Regions from separate parts of the Podarcis muralis genome. Here region 1 is linked to region 2. The links are chromatin contacts, called in public Hi-C maps. All regions are on one chromosome and are shown on one strand. The core of a region is the stretch at or near the end of the contact, and the rest is flanking DNA. Distances in the headings are between cores, read along the strand shown.

What was found. Hi-C and Micro-C count contacts between places; a contact is called where the count stands out from the background.
Region 1: a Hi-C map of blood shows a contact between it and region 2, with 4 times the contacts expected there. The contact joins the promoter of RAD51C here to the promoter of TRIM37 in region 2. A contact is called at or near these places in 2 of 3 Hi-C or Micro-C datasets (blood and tail).

What each region holds. Positions count from the first base shown.
Region 1 is chr15:41,486,430-41,490,135 of rPodMur119.hap1.1, forward strand. It overlaps RAD51C (RAD51 paralog C), which reads right to left and starts at 1,948. Exons shown (of 8, transcript XM_028708904.2): 1 at 1,767-1,948. The coding sequence starts at 1,887.
Region 2 is chr15:41,312,396-41,316,080 of rPodMur119.hap1.1, forward strand. TRIM37 (tripartite motif containing 37) reads left to right here and starts at 2,149. Exons shown (of 26, transcript XR_003703842.2): 1 at 2,149-2,394; 2 at 2,496-2,595.

The DNA.
Region 1 (3,706 bases), core at 698-3,197, 170 kb after region 2:
AAGCTTTGTGGGGTTTTTTAAAATTAAGACTTCTGAGAGCATTATTATATAAGGATATATCTATTATATAAGGAATGATAATGATGGATACCACAAAGCTTTTTTAAAAAAAACACAACCCTGAATACTTATATTACCATATTTAATAATGCTTTCCAAGTCTTCATTTTTGAAGCTCTGTGGTTATTGTTTGTATTAATATGTATAGATACCACACAAAGTGTTTTTGTTTTTTTTAAATTAAGATTTGTAAAGCATTAAATAAGGATACAACACCACACAAATAGATAATTACTAAATAGATCATTAATATCACATAAAGCTTTTTAATTAACACTTGAGAAGCCTTTACTACTAATCAACAATGGGAGCTATTGATTGCTAGCCACACTCCTGAGCAGATCCAACAGTATCACCCCAAAGTCCTTTGATTTTAATGAGTGTTAACTCAAAATTACTAACACTGGATATCCAACCATTGATGTCAACGGGTCTAATATTAATTATAACTAAAGGCGGATATCAAATATCGGGGTCCATGTCTCTACTCCTTACAGTTGCGACGTTAAGGTGGGTGGATTGGAAGCAATTGATTTCAATAGGTCTACTCTCCATTACGATTCAAGGCGGACATCAAACAGCTGGTTCCAATAGGCCTACTCTCAACTATGACTCAGGCTGGGATATATTATCATGTTATCGTTTTTTATTAGGAGGAGGAACAGGGCCGGATTTAGGTTTCATGAGGCCCTAAGCTGCTGAAGGTAATGGGGCCCTTTATATGTCCAGCTGTCCTTTGTCAACAACAAATCGCTGCTGTTTTTTGTTTCGAAGATATGCTGTATGGTAATTTATGGACCTAATAGGTATCTAAAGCCATTTGCACATAACAAAATATGTACATCATAGGAGCCTACACAACACAAAACGCTGTATTTTACATTGTTGTGACCTGCCCTGCAACCTCATGGTGAAGGGCAGGTATTATTATTATTATTATTATTATTATTATTATTATTATTATTATTATTATTATTATATCGTAGGCCCCAATTCACAGAGGGCACCTACAAGGCACACTGGCAGTAATGCAGAATTCACCCAACACCCTAGAATAATATTTCTGTGAAGAATAAGTGATGGTGGGCAAGTTGTCTTCCTGTCTGCTTGCTCACCATCATAGGGTTTTTTCACAGAACAGGGGTGCCAACATGAATAAAATGGGGGGCAGGTTTTTTATCTTATATTTTGGAAATGTACATCCACTTTTTTCCTTTAAATTTTTTGGGGGACCCAAGAGAGTGGGGCCCCAAGATATATATATATATATATATAAGTGGTACTCAGGATACAACTCAAGAAATCACTCAAGATATCCCTCAAGTAATTAAGAAACAAAAGAAGAAAAGGCACACTAGCCTGGGAACTTCCTCTCTGCCCAAGAACATTAGAGGCCACACCTCCTCAACAGTATTTATAGGAACTCAAACACTGAGATCCTGCTCTGTTCCAGTAACAAGAAGCCGAAAGCACCAGCCTGAAGATGACGAGTGAGACCTCGTCGAAACGTCGCCTAGACACCCCAACTTTTACACGGGAAGACACCCGAGGACACCAAAACCTGAGGAGAGGGCGCCTGGCACCTAAACCGAGACAAGGCTGGCTGAGGGGGAAATTAAAAAATTGGCGGGAAGCGTTTGCGCGGGAAAACGTCTTTCTCCTCAGCTACGGCGTTTTCTTCGCCGCCGCCGCCTCTTCGTCGGTACCTTTGCTGAGCTGACAGGGCCCGACCTCGACCACTTCTTGGGCTGTCTGGAAGCCGGCAGCCACTAACTTCTCCCGGAGACTCGGCGGCAAAGGGAAGCTGCCCACGTCCCTCGGCTCCATGATGGAGGAGGAGGAGGAGAAGGCGGTCCTCCATTCCTCTCAGCCCGGCCCCCTTTTTGGAGCGGCATTTTTCTCCTCCCACAGGGGAAGAAGAAATACAGTAGTAGCTTCTGAGGAAAGGAGACCGGCAGAGGGTTGCAGCCCCGCTCCCTTACTGACTTTTGGCAGTACAGTATTATATATCCCATTGAAGTCAATGGGGCTAGCTCCTGGGGAGCCGTGTATAATACAGTCGCAACCCTGGGCAGGAAATCCCATTTGATTCAATGGGGGTTACTGCTGAGGAGACAAACATGGGGTCGCTACCCTGGCGCCCGCTTGCATTGGGAGTAAATCCCATTTAAGTCATAGTGTGGTTTACCACCCCGCACCATCTTAAAAAGGCAGTAAATCTCATTTAATTCAGTGGGACTTACTTCTGAGGAGACAAAGATGAAGCTGCAACTCTGACGCCTACTTACATAGCCACTTAATTCATAGGATTGCAACCCCACGCCGTCTTAAAAGGCAGTAAATCTCACTTGATTCAGTAGGGTTTACTTCTGAGGAGGCAAACATGGAGCTGCAACCCTGATGCCCACTAACGTAGGAGTAAATCCCATTTAATTCATGCAACCGTGTGCCCACTTAACATGGCAGTAAATCCTATTTATTTCAATGGCCCATTGTGGCCCAGTTACCTGCAGACAGGAGTAAATCCCATTTAATTCAACGGGGCTTCTGAGAAACACATAGGATTTCAGTCTTTTGCCCAAATACACTGCCGTAAATCCCATCAAATACACTGGATGCTACTCCTGAGGGGAAACGCACCCCAGTGCACACTTGTAAGGAGAAAATCCCATTAAATTCAATGGGGCTTCTGAAGAGACACATCTAGGATTTCTACCCTTTCCTCAATTACATGGGCATAAACCCCATTTAATTCAAAGGATCTTGAGTATAGGATTGTGCTGCACAGTGGCAATGCTGTGCCTATTTACAGTACATGGCAATAGGCCCCACTGAGCTCAATGGGACTTACGGTACTTAAGACCCATATAGGCTTCAGATACACAGTTTCCTGGTTTGGCTGTTCCCTGCACATATTGAGACTGTAGTCATGTCTATTTAGACCTCGATTTATTTAATTGGATCTACTCTTGGCCCCCTGAATTATCTCTGCAATACCGTGTTCTCTTATTTTTAACCCTGTGCTTTTTTTTGCCTGAAATTCCTCTGCAATCACCAAATGATGTGATGCATTTGAGAATACGTACAGGATTCTGAGGTTGGGGTATTAATAATATCTTAGAGGACTGGATCCCCTCCCAGGGTAATCTTATTTGACTTCTTATTGGCTTCTTTCTGGAAAAGAAGATCCCTGCTGCTAGATTAAGCAGCCACCTAGTTTAGTTTCCTGTTTCCAATAAGGAGTCAGTCAAACTGATGACTCTGGAGGGTATTGAGTGGTAGACTGCTCCTGAACCTGAATGCTTCCTTTACCTATCCTAAATAACTATTGGAAGACGTCCTTTCACCTGTCCACTTCCTAAAATTTAATCCAAAGCACCGAAATAGGTGCAAAAATTTAGACCTGGGCCTCTAGCTGCACACACGTTGGGCATTTTTTAATTGTAACCCAATAGAATGCATAAATATTACAGAGACACACAGATGGAATAATATAACACACACTGAATTTAATGATCATACAAAGTGAAATTACTTCCACCATTTACTGTAACTTAGTTAAGGTACATAAATATCCCACCCATCTGCACACTTCATGAATATTGCACACCACAGCTGTGCAATCTTATATTCCAACCCACTCAGG
Region 2 (3,685 bases), core at 899-3,398:
ATCTCTGACCACAGGTCCTGCTAGCTAACAACTGGAGACCCAAATTTGGGAAACCCTGGTCTACACTGACTGGTAGCAGCTCCCAGGGTTTCAGGCAGGGGACATTCCCAGCCCTACCTAGACGTGCTACCAATTGAACCTGCGACGTTCTGCATGCAAAGCGGATAATGCTGCTACTGAGCTGGGACCCCTTCCCCATAAATTACGTGCAGTTTAGTCCTATTCATTCTGGCACAGAAGTGAAGTCCCACTTAATTTAAAAGTAATATACAGCTGAGTAAGTATTAGTACTCCTAATGTGCTGGGGAAATAGGTTTTCTCTGAGGAAATAATAGGATAATAAGCAGAATCTGCTTGGTCAGCTGGCCTGTTTTCCCCTCACTGTATAAGCAGTTTCTTTGTGGCATAAACTGCAAGCCGCAGTGTGCTAACCCCTTCATTGAGTGGTGCCCAGCGAAGCGGGTGGCAGTGGAGCTGCTAAACTACATGTACAGGGTTATGTAAACTGTGTCAGCATTCGTAGACAGGAAAACCGGAGCAACGTTGATCACAAATACAGTACTGACTTGGCGATCAGAGTTTTGCTGTAATGAATGCAGGGGGGGAACAGATTAAAATGTGTGGCTGTTAGGGTTATAGCGAGTGACTTCTTTTTAAAAAAGTAGCATAAATACCAGAAACTAAGACTTGTGTATATATTATTTTTAATTGCATTTAGCTAAGGAGCTGAAGGTGGAATACATGGTTTTCCCTGCCTCATTTAATCCCTACAAGAACCCTTGGTTAGGCCAAGAGGTGGTGGTGATTGGCCCAGGATCACACACCCTGAGCTTAATGGCCAAGTGGGGATTTGACCCCTTGCCTCCTAGGTCCTAGTCCAATAATATAACCCAGGGTTTCCCAGACTTGGGTCTCCAGCTGTTTTTGGACTACAATTCCCATCATCTCTGACCACTGGTCCTGCTAGCTAGGGATGATGGGAGCTGTAGTCCAAAAACAGCTGGAGACCCAAGTTTGGGAAGCACTGGTCTAACCACTACCACAAACAGGATATACATTCTAATAGGCTTGCAGAACATAAGCTGCTCTATTAATTACTGTGGCACTAGCTGGCCAAGGAGCTGAACTCTTAGCACCAGCTTTGCTAGGATCCAATGAAACCTTCCCCAACTTGGTGTCCCCCATATTTTGGACTACAATTCCCATCATTCCTGACCTCTGGGGCTGATGGGAGTTCAAGTCCAAGATCTGGAGAGCCGCAGGTGCCTCATTCCTGGCTTAATTGCCATTTTTTTCAGTCCCCAGTGTTAAGACTGGCCTCAAGCTTTTGACCTTCAGGCATCTATAATAGTAGGTGGGCCTTTGTAGCTATTTAATTTTTATTTTTGGTTAGCCAGAGACCTTGATGATAATATTTTTATATGCTTATAAACTACTTTAAGTTTTAATATTGTACACTGCCGATATTTTATGATATGGTGGTCTATAAAATATTTTTATAAATAAATAGCTTGCATGGGTGTAGCCAGGATTTATGTTGTGGGGGGGGCAGAACCTCAGTTATTTATTTACTTGGATTTAGGGGGGTGCAGCTGCCCTCCTCTGCCCCCCTTGGCCACATCCATGCAACCCTGATAAAAATAAAGAGTTCTGGCATACTCAAAATCTTGCTCACAAGCTTTCATTTTGGTCGGTGAAAATGGAGAGGTTTTTGGAGTTATTTCCTCCCCCCCAAAAAATAAAAGTGGCAGTGTAAGGTTTAGCTATGGATGCTACGCTAACCTACCTCTGCTGAGCTTATTTGGAAACACAGGAAATCAATCACTGATCCATGATCTAGCTCAGTACTGCCTACACTGACTGGCAGCAGCTCCCCAGCGTTTCAGCCAAAATCCTCTCCCCGGTTCACCCTGGAGGGATTTATAAGGCTGCGCCTTATTTTTCCGCCATCCAAACAAACCCGCGCTCATCCCCCTCCACTGAATGCGGCAGCCTCCGGAGCCAGAGAGCCCGTACTGCGCATGTGCCGCGGGGCCCTCCCTCCCTCTCGCCCAAGGGAGAGAGAAAAGCACCGGCGAGCCCAAGCCATTTCCCTTGGAGGGCGGGGAAGAGATAGGCGCATGCGCGGCTGCCGGCTGCCTCGCTCGCTCTGCTCCGGCGCTCCGGCCTTTCTGAGGGGAGCATGGCGGCGCATGCGCAGTGAGGCAGAAGGAGCCTCGTCGGCTCTCCCCCTTCAGCCGCAAGGCGGGAGGAGGAGGAGGCGCCGTTAACGACTCCCGTGTTATTTGCCTTGTTATTCCTGTTATTTATTCTCCCACCACTTGCCCCCCGGCTTCGCCCCTCCTATTTCGCCTGAGAGGAAAATGGCTGGTCACCGGGCGGTTGCGGCGTGAGGTGCCTAAAAACCGGCCACCCCCTCCCTCCACATTGCAGTGTGTTTTATTAATACATACATTCATTCATACATATAATATAATATTTTTCTTTTCCCTCAGGTGACGGCGCCGGAGGCCTCTCTCGCTTCCTTTCCCTCCCACCCCTCCGCTCGCTTGAGGGGGAGACGCTGTTTGAGTCATGGACGAGCAAAGTGTTGAGGTAAAAAAATATAAAATAAACAGGCGGGGGATCCACCTGCTGAGGGGATGGAGGGGCCTTAAAAACCCCTCGCCCTCTCGCATCTCCCTCAGAAAGTGGGTCGGTGGGCTTAGTGGAGCCGGGACTCCTGGGTCCTCCTCCCCGCTCGGGTTGGGAGGGATGAACGCTAGGCTGGGCAGGACTCCTGGGTCCCTTCCTGGAGTGTGTGTGTGTATGTGTGTTGTTTTGCAGCCAGGACTCCTGGGTTCTTCTCTTATCACATATTAGTGAAAGGGGCAGCAATACTAGGCGGGGGTGGGGGCAGGACTCCTGGGTCCCTTCCTTGGGTCTCCTCTCCTAAGGGGTGCTTGTGTATATGTATATCTGTGAGTGTAATTTTGCAGCCAGGACTCCTGGGTTCTTCGCTATCATGGGTTTGTAGAGGGAATAGTAGTAGAGGAAGCCGCCGGAAGTGGCTGCAGAAGCCCAGCCAGATGGGCGGGCTATAAATAATAAAATTATTATTATTATTAGTTCAGAGGGCAGGGCCTGGGACAGGAGGCCTGAGTCCCTTCCTTGGTTTCCATCCCCATATCTTCTTGCTCTATGTATGTGTTAAATTGGAATCAGGATTCCTGGGATTTCCTTCCTGCTCTTGGTCACTGGAGGGTTTTTTTGCGGGGGGGGGGGGGTCAGAACTCCAGAGTCCCTTCTTTGGTCTCCTTTCCTATGCCTTCCTAAAGTGTATGTATGTGTTAGTTAGTTTGGAGCTAAGCTTCCTGGCTTCTTTATTATCAGGGGTTAGTGGAGCGGGTGGCGACAGGAGTTAAGAGGTTAATATGGGGGCTAGGACTCCTGGGTCCTTCCCTTGGTCTCCTCTTCTTCGCCTTGCCTTCCTAAAGTGTGTTGGTGGGGCTACTTTGGAATCAAGATTTCTGAGTCCCTGCCCCATTTACTCACAGGCAAGTGAATTAATTTATTTCAGATAATTCTAAGCACCCTTCCAAAGGCTACAGCTTTCACAAGGTTGCTTTGCTGGGAGTTGGTGGTTGTTACGAAGTTGGTGTGTAGGGGTGGCATAATATTAGGACGCTTGAGCCTTTCTTTTGCA